Linked DNA regions of Oryctolagus cuniculus: region 2 is linked to region 1. A link is a contact called in public Hi-C data. All regions are on one chromosome and are shown on one strand. Each heading gives the region's core, a stretch centred on a gene start, on an enhancer-like site or on the middle of the called end of the contact. The rest is flanking DNA. Distances are from core to core; before and after follow the strand shown.

Region 1 (3,853 bases), core at 510-3,009:
CCTGGGGCGGGTCTGACCCCGCGGCACCTGCCCAGGCGAGCTTCCCCGCGGGCTCCACTTCGCGGTTCCGCTCAGCCTGGGCCAGGCGGGGCGGAGCCGAGCTGCGCGCCCCGGGGCGGGAGAGAGGAGAGAGGTTCCCACGGTACCCGGGAACAGCGCGCCCGGGCCCGCAGTTTGCCTCCTTTCTCCTGTTCCTGGGCACCCGCGCTCTCCTCCACAGCTCAGGCCCTGGTCGTGCAGGAGTCCTGGGGCAGCCTGTGGCTGGACAGGGAGGAGAGGGAAGAGCTAAGGAAGATTGTTCTCTGGGGGTGGCACCGGCACCTGGATTGGCCGGTTCGCTTCTTGCTCAGGGCTCTAGATTTTCCCCAGTAAGCAGGACTTGGCTGAGGAGACTTACTTCCTACAGACCGAGAATTCACATGCATATGCCATTTAGTCAAAGAAAAATAAGAAAGCAAAACTGCGCTTCGATCTTCTCCCAATTCCTGTTCTCGCCAAATCAGCGAAGTCTCTCAAAGAGTGGGCTGACGCCGGGGTCGCCGGCGGGCGCAAGGCCAGGGTCCTCTGTGCGCCGGCGCTCCTGCCCGCTCTCTAGCACCGCACCTGCCAGTGAGTTTGCCGAGTATGGGCGCCGAAGGAGCTTCCCAGACCCCCCACCCCCACCCCAGTCCTATCCTGAACACCTGGATCCCAAAGACCTGCGGTCACGGCAACCCTTGACTGTTCTTCCCCGCTGGCCTTCTGCCTTTTAATAAACGAAAATTAGTTTTCTCTAGGGTTGAAGAAACGCCTTTTACTCTTTGCGCCCTGACGCGGGACTTAACGCAGGCTCCTAGACCCGCAGGGAATTAGCAGTAAGGACTGCTGAGAGGGACAGCAGGGCACCCGCCGACGAGGTCCTGCAGGTGACACGGGCAAGGGATCGAGGAAGCCGCCGAGAGCAGCGGATTCCGACAGCCCTGGACGGTCCGGTCCCCTTCTCCAGGAAGACTTAACACCGCCGGCAGCGCGGGCTGCTGACCAGGAGAGCAATGCGCGGGGCGGGGGTTCCACCTCACGAGTCAGCGCGGCGCGGTGTCTGGGGAGGCGCCCCGAGCCTGCAGGGGGCGCTGCTGCCCCGCGGTTCTGCCCGCAACGCCGCGCGCCACCGGCTTCGCAGCTCTGGGCTGCGGTCCCCGGAGGGGGTGGGGACGCTGTGGGAGGAAGGGCGCGAGTGCAGCCGTTAGGTAAGGAACCCGAGCCCTCCCGGATTTGGAAGCGGCCTCAGTGAGGCGTGTGCTGCAGGGAGCTTTCCATCATTCCGCAGCGAGAGGAAACGTGGGGAGGCGCCCTTCCCTGCCCCCACCGCCTGCCTTCCTGCCTCCCACCACCTCCGCTCCCCGACCCCGGCCGTGCTTCCCAGACCCTTTGTTCTCGAGGTTGGGAGCTGCCGGGTGGGGATTCCCCGGGGAAGAGGTTCCCCTTGCTCCCCTCGGAGAGGCCGGGGCAGCCACCTCCCATCCCAGCCCTCCCCGGCGGCGCCCCGCGCTCCACGGCTCCTTCGCGCGCGTCCTCGCGCTTCCTTTCTCGCCCGGACGCCCCAGCTCGCGAGCCTGCAGCGGCCGCATTCCCGCCGCCCTTCCCACTCAGCCGCCACCTCCGAGGTCTCCTGGAAGGGGGTTGGGGAGACAGATGCGAGGGGAAGGAGCGGGCCCCTGGTCTTCCCGGCCCGGAGAATTCCCCCAGGGACCCTTCTAGGCCCCGACCCCTGGGACCGGGCCACGGAGGAAGGGCTTTCCCGGCGCCGCCGCACGCCGGAGGGGCAGCCCCCCGGAGGGATGGCCGCCCCGGCCTTCGCCCACGCCGAGTAGCTGCGTGGCCCGGGGCGCGCGGCCCCGCCGGCCGGGCTCGCACCGTTCGGCCTCCAGACCCCGCTCCCGGAGGGAAGAGGACGCGGCACTCGCGCCCTAGGGAGGCTAATTGCGAACGAACGCCCCCGTGTTCGCCCACCCCACCCTCTGCGGCGCCACCCGCGTCGCCTCTGCGCCGCGCGCGACCCCGAGGGCTCCGGGGATTGTGTCTCCTTGAGTACAGTTACAATGGTGTTCAGCTTAATTTCTCTGTCGGACGAAGGCGGCGTCGCGGAGTGAAGCGGGGGGTGAGGGGGAGGCTGGGGCGGGAAAATGAACCGGGAGCTGAGAGGACGTGGCCGGGGCGGCGGCTCGGGTCCCGAGTCCCAGGTCACCGGGCAGGGCTGCCGGGCCAGGCCCACGCTCGCGCCCTGACAGCTGCAACCCCCCGGAGCTCTGCACGTCCTCGGCCGTTGCGGGTACGCCTCCGCTGGGCGCCTTCCACGCATCCGGCACCAGTGCACGCTCGCGCCCTGGCGGGGGCTCCGCACAAGCCGGGTCACGAAGTAGGTGCCCCCACCCCTCCAGAAGCGGCCGCGGCCCCGAGGCCGTCAGCTTGAGGCTGACTGGAGCCGCGTCCAGACTCTGCGGCGTGACCCTGTGCTCTCCGTCTTGGCGACAGCCGCGCTCGCAGTTTTCTCGGCAGCGGGTTCCCCGGGACACACCCCGTCCCCACCCCCGAGAGCTGGCGGCCAGCTCGGGATGCCAGGCGGCTAGGCGGGCGCTCTGCCAAATTCCGCGTTCCTCTCCAGGAGACCGGGAGTTGCGTCCCAGGCTCGGGAAAGCCCACAGTTCGGGCTTGGGACTCGCTTGCAAAGCCCCCCAAGGCGCCAGGGACGCCTCTGCAGGTTGAATTCCTGCTCCGTATCACTTCAATTTTAATTAATCTTTTAAAACACCGCTGTCACGTCGCTTGCAGAAAATTAATCAAACTTGAATCCTTGTTGCATAGCAAGAATTTCGATCCGAGTCTTTTAAAAAGGACTTGACTTTGCAAAGTCACGTCTTTTACAGTTCCCTCATTCCCCCTTTAGCAAAGGAAATATTGCAAAAGTCAAGACATGTTTGTTTGCTTCTTTCCATCTTCGAAATGAAACTTTCCGTATTTCTGATCTTTATTTTCCAATCTTTGAACAACAAAAAAAAAGAAACCGAGATAAATTGCCTACCTCTGTTAATTCAAAATATAATTACCTTGAATGATCTTTGTTTAAGAGCCCAGATAAACTAAGATAATCTTAATTTTAATGTGACACGACCCCTATTTTTCCTTGTGAATAATGAGAATAAAGAAGTCATTAATTAATACCAAGATATCTCCATAAAAGATGGTATCTGGTCGCGCTGAGACGCTGAAGCATCAGTTGTATTAGTAATTGATACTGTATAATTGAACATGAAGATAGTCATCTATTTTTAACCTCAAAGCCCAGAGTTTATTTGGTGATTACTGAGCTCCTAATAATTAATTTTTGTTCCTTCTTGCTGCTTAAATAATTCTTATGACTCTCAGTCCCCATCCAACACAGAGACTTCTCATTAAAAAATCTACCTCTCAAAACATGATTGTGAAGCTCTACCGCGCAGCACCTCTTTCTGGTCTGCTGTATACAACATATTTGCTCCGTCCTCATGTGTTCCTGTTACATTTCCCCTTGGCTGTGATTTACCTATAAAAATATGAGGACATGATATATGTCTTCTGCCACAGCTTTGTCTTTCTAGGTTCTGTTGGCTTGGTTTTATACACAATACTTAAGACTCCTAGTTTTTCAAGTTTCTCAGATTTGAGGATGAGTTCCATTGAAGAATCAAAAATCTTTGTGCAGCAAAATTGCCGTAGACTGCCCTCCCCCTTAAAACACAGCCCACATTATCACACATTTCTGCTGATAAAAACAGACTTTGCTGAAACAGTTTCCCTCTTTCCATAGCTCTCAAAATTGCCTGGGTTAAATTTACAT
Region 2 (3,853 bases), core at 1,002-3,501, 230 kb after region 1:
AAATATTATTTCATGCCGTGGCGAGTCATGATAGATATTTATGGAGTCATTGGTAACCTTGTTACCCACTCCATTCATGCTTTCATTCATTTACTTATTTATTTATTTGAAAGGCAGAGTCGTACAGAGAGGGAGGGAGACAGATATCATCCATTCTCTGGCTCACACCCTGAATGGGCACAGTGGAAGCCAGGAATCTGGAACAACATCTGAATCTCCCATGCATATGGCAGGTGTATCTGGCAGGCACCCAAGTACTTGGGCTATCTTCTGCTTTCTCCAGGTACATTAGCAGGAAGCTGAATTGGAAATTATGCAACTAGTACTTGAACAGGTGCCTATATGAGATGCAGGCATTGTAGGTGACAGCTTAACCCACTGTACCACAATGCTAGTCCCTTGCTACTCACTTTAAAATGATGTTCATGACTTGAGTTTTCCAGCAGGAATTAATGTAGAATGACTAGATGTTTTAGTATTCCAAAACAATTCTATTAGGAAAACTAATAACTTGTTTTGATTTCTCTTTTGAAAGTGTCTTATTGAGGGAAATGTAGTAATTTTTTAAAGTGCAAAATTAAAAAAATTTTTAAATATCAGCTTTTTTGTTGTTGTTAACCATTTCAATATCTTGGGAAATAGATCATTGAAGATAATATTCTCATTTTATTTTAATTCTGCCGTCATCTTTTAAAAGTAGAGTTTTCTGCTTTGTGATGTGCTAAAATTTTAACTTTTATTTTCAATCTGTTTATGGTCATATGCTGTATTGCTTTTTATTTTGCTTTTAGTATAGTGGCCCCAATGATAGAGAAAATAAGATAATTTGAAGACTTGATCCAGAAAATTTCTGGCCTCTGAAATTTTAAGCTAATAAATATAAATATGAAGTTCTTAGCAGAAGGGACCCTTCCTACAAAAAGTATATTTCTGAGGATTTGGGTAGTTTGAGTCTTACCTACTGACTTGTAATTGGAGCTAAAGAGACATTCTAAGTGGTGTAGTATTAGTTAAAATTGAGCTATTTTACCACAGAGATGACTGCACAAATATGGAAGGACAGAAGGCTAAGCATGTTGGCTTGCTTTGCAGGTGCTAGGGCATCTAGAGGTACCAGTTCTTTGAGGACTAGCTCCTCCCCACCTCCTCTACATACACTCTGTAGCATCCTCACTCTTACTAATTTTTTATTCTCTCATCTCTTGCTGTTAGCTGTTACTTCTTGCTGCCAAAAGCTCTCTCAAGATGGTAGTTTTTCTTCCTCCTTCTAATTAATTTTCTGCCTCTATTCTATTGTATGCTTAGTTGATTATTCTCGAATTGTGTCTATAGTAGGAGTCAGTTGGCTCTGCAAAAGGAATTTTTCAGTTTGTGGTATCTGAGACTTATTTAACACATAGTCTGGTGATATCTGGTTCATCTGAGTCAGGTTTATTTTTTATTTTTCTTGTTCTAAGTTATTTTGTGAGTAGCTAAGACTAGAGAGGTAAACCTTTTACCTTTTACTGAAGGGTAATTGATTGCTAAACAGGACTTTGTAAGAAAAAGTGCATTGACTTTGTATGTAGCTTTAATTGAAAAAATGAAACACAGAAATTGACACATTGGATTTCCATAATTATAATGTGAAGTATGAAACACACTATTTGAAACATTGATAAGCAAGGAGAGGATTCTGTATCTTGCCACTATTTTTATGAATTGTAAAAGTACAGTTTTCATGGTTAATAAGTTGGCTAAAGGCCAAGATATAATGTTAGGATATGAGACTATCCAGAAACATAGTTAATTCTCTGTAATATTTGCTTGTTATAAGTACTATATCATCTTTGTCTCTTGTGTGCAGTTATACATGTCACAGTGTCCCACATCTTTTGTTCTGCTGTTATTTAGCTTCTTTATGTTAGAAGTGCTTTGGTTCTTTGTAATTGTTTCCTAGATTTTTGTTCTAAAAATAATTATGCAGTGATTTCATTTGATAAAGCTTATGCTCAATTTCATTCATGAACAAGAAGTCTACTTTAAAATTTGTGTTTCTGTTAAATCTGAAAATTATTTCAGCCCAGTGAGTAACAGTATTTTGAGTATAGGAGATTTGCTTCAAAATGCCACATTTTAAGGTTGTAATATTCTTGGAAAGTGGGAGAGAGCATGCACATCAAAGGAGGCATTTTTATTACATTGGATTATGCAATACTTTGGCCAGCCTCTTTAGCTTCATCTGTTTAAGGGTTCATTTTCGCTTGTTTGGCACAGGTCCCAGGAGAGGCCTTCAGAATTGTGGTTAGCAACATGAATGAATTACAAACTTTGGACGAGCTCTTCAGTTAGTTGAGCTGGCTTTCTGCCAAAAAGACAGTGCCTTATATGGGGTCAGGGCAGAGCTGTGATTCGTTGAGCCCTGCATTGTATAGAAAGCATACTTGTGATGCCTATTTGCTTTCTTTTAAAAACAAAACAAAACAAAACAAAACAGAAAAAGCAGCAGGCTTCCAAGTCTATCAAAATAGGAAGTAACAAAATAGTGTGCAGGTTTTACTAATGACAGAGTTAAGCAATGGCAGTATGGCTCCATGTACTTAAAATACTAGTAATAGTAGTTGGAAGTTTTTACTTCCTTAACCAGCTTGTGATATAAGAGATTATGGTATTTTGTTAGACAATCTGTTGTCTACCTGCCTTATTTATAAATGGTTTAACAAGATTAAATAAGTAGTTGTATATCCACATGGCTACTGTGCCGCTGGGCTTCACTATGAACCAGCTACTTTGAAAATTAAAAGCAAGAATAGTTTTTTGAGTGTGCCAGTGTTTCATTTTTTTCTTTAGTTTGTAGTGATGCGATTTTTCAAAAATTCACATGTTCAATTGGCAAAACCAAGTAAGAATAAAAATCTGCTTTTTAAAAAGTTAGGGATTCTTGCTTATACTATCCTTGTTGCAGAGAATAATTACTAGATATATTAGAAGGAAAAACATTAAGATATTTTCAAATAGAGTTAACTTATAATTCTTTTTATTTAGGCAAATACTCTATCTGGATCCTCTCTTAGTCAGGCACCATCTCATATGTATGGCAATAGATTAAATACAAATCCATCAATGGCAGCTCTTATAGCTCAGACTGAAAACAGTCAAACAGGTAAGTTTTCAAGAATTATTAAACTCTAAAATTCTACTCTACCCGATGTAATTGCCTCTCCTACCCCCTTCTGAACTCATTTGAAAAATGTCTAAGGGTGTGGTTAATAGAGAATTGTGTCCTTTTTCTTAACCAAAAGAATCAGAGTTGGAAGTGAGTAGTATGCTGTGCTGTTTTACTGTCTGAAATGTAAATGTTTAAGCAGAGCCATCAGCAGCAGGAATGCAACCATGTCTCCTGTGACTTCCGTGATTGATGTGTTCAGTTCTCAGTTCTGTGCAAGGAAAGTAACATAACACTGGGCTTTTCTGTGACTAGCCTAAATCTTTATTTGCATAATTCATGAAATTGCATTACACAAACTTGGTTTAAAAAAAAATCCTGTTAGAGAATTTCTACAGTGTTTAGTAATCCTGTGCATTTTTACTAGTTGACATTTTGTAGCAGTTGCCTCTTGCATGGTTTTAATGAGCCACTGGATTTGCTTTGTTTCATTCCACCCTTAAGGATTTGTTGACATGTCCAAGTAGTCATGCCTGTTTGGGGGAAGGGAATGGGTTTAGCAGTTCCCCAAGAATGGATCAGTCATGTCTTTACCCTTTAAGGGTCAGAGGTTACTTGACTCCGAATAAGCGGACCAGAGCATTGTAAGAGACCAGATAGGGTGAATGAGGGAGATACAAGTTACTTTTCAAGCAGAGATATTTGATG

What was found. Hi-C and Micro-C count contacts between places; a contact is called where the count stands out from the background.
Region 2: a Hi-C map of embryonic fibroblasts shows a contact between it and region 1, with 3 times the contacts expected there. The contact joins two enhancer-like sites. A contact is called at or near these places in 6 of 6 Hi-C or Micro-C datasets (ear pinna, embryonic fibroblasts, liver and 3 more).

The regions. Positions count from the first base shown.
Region 1 is chr13:47,804,897-47,808,749 of mOryCun1.1, forward strand. No RefSeq gene overlaps it. Among named protein-coding and RNA genes, the nearest start is that of SKIDA1, 21 kb to the right of the region's middle. Within about 2 kb of position 1,760, at least 4 of the 8 cell types and tissues checked have an H3K27ac peak or open chromatin away from gene starts, as enhancers often do.
Region 2 is chr13:48,038,555-48,042,407 of mOryCun1.1, forward strand. It overlaps MLLT10 (MLLT10 histone lysine methyltransferase DOT1L cofactor), which reads left to right. Exons shown (of 27, transcript XM_070055479.1): 19 at 3,025-3,142. Among named protein-coding and RNA genes, the nearest start is that of MLLT10, 200 kb to the left of the region's middle. Within about 2 kb of position 2,252, at least 2 of the 8 cell types and tissues checked have an H3K27ac peak or open chromatin away from gene starts, as enhancers often do.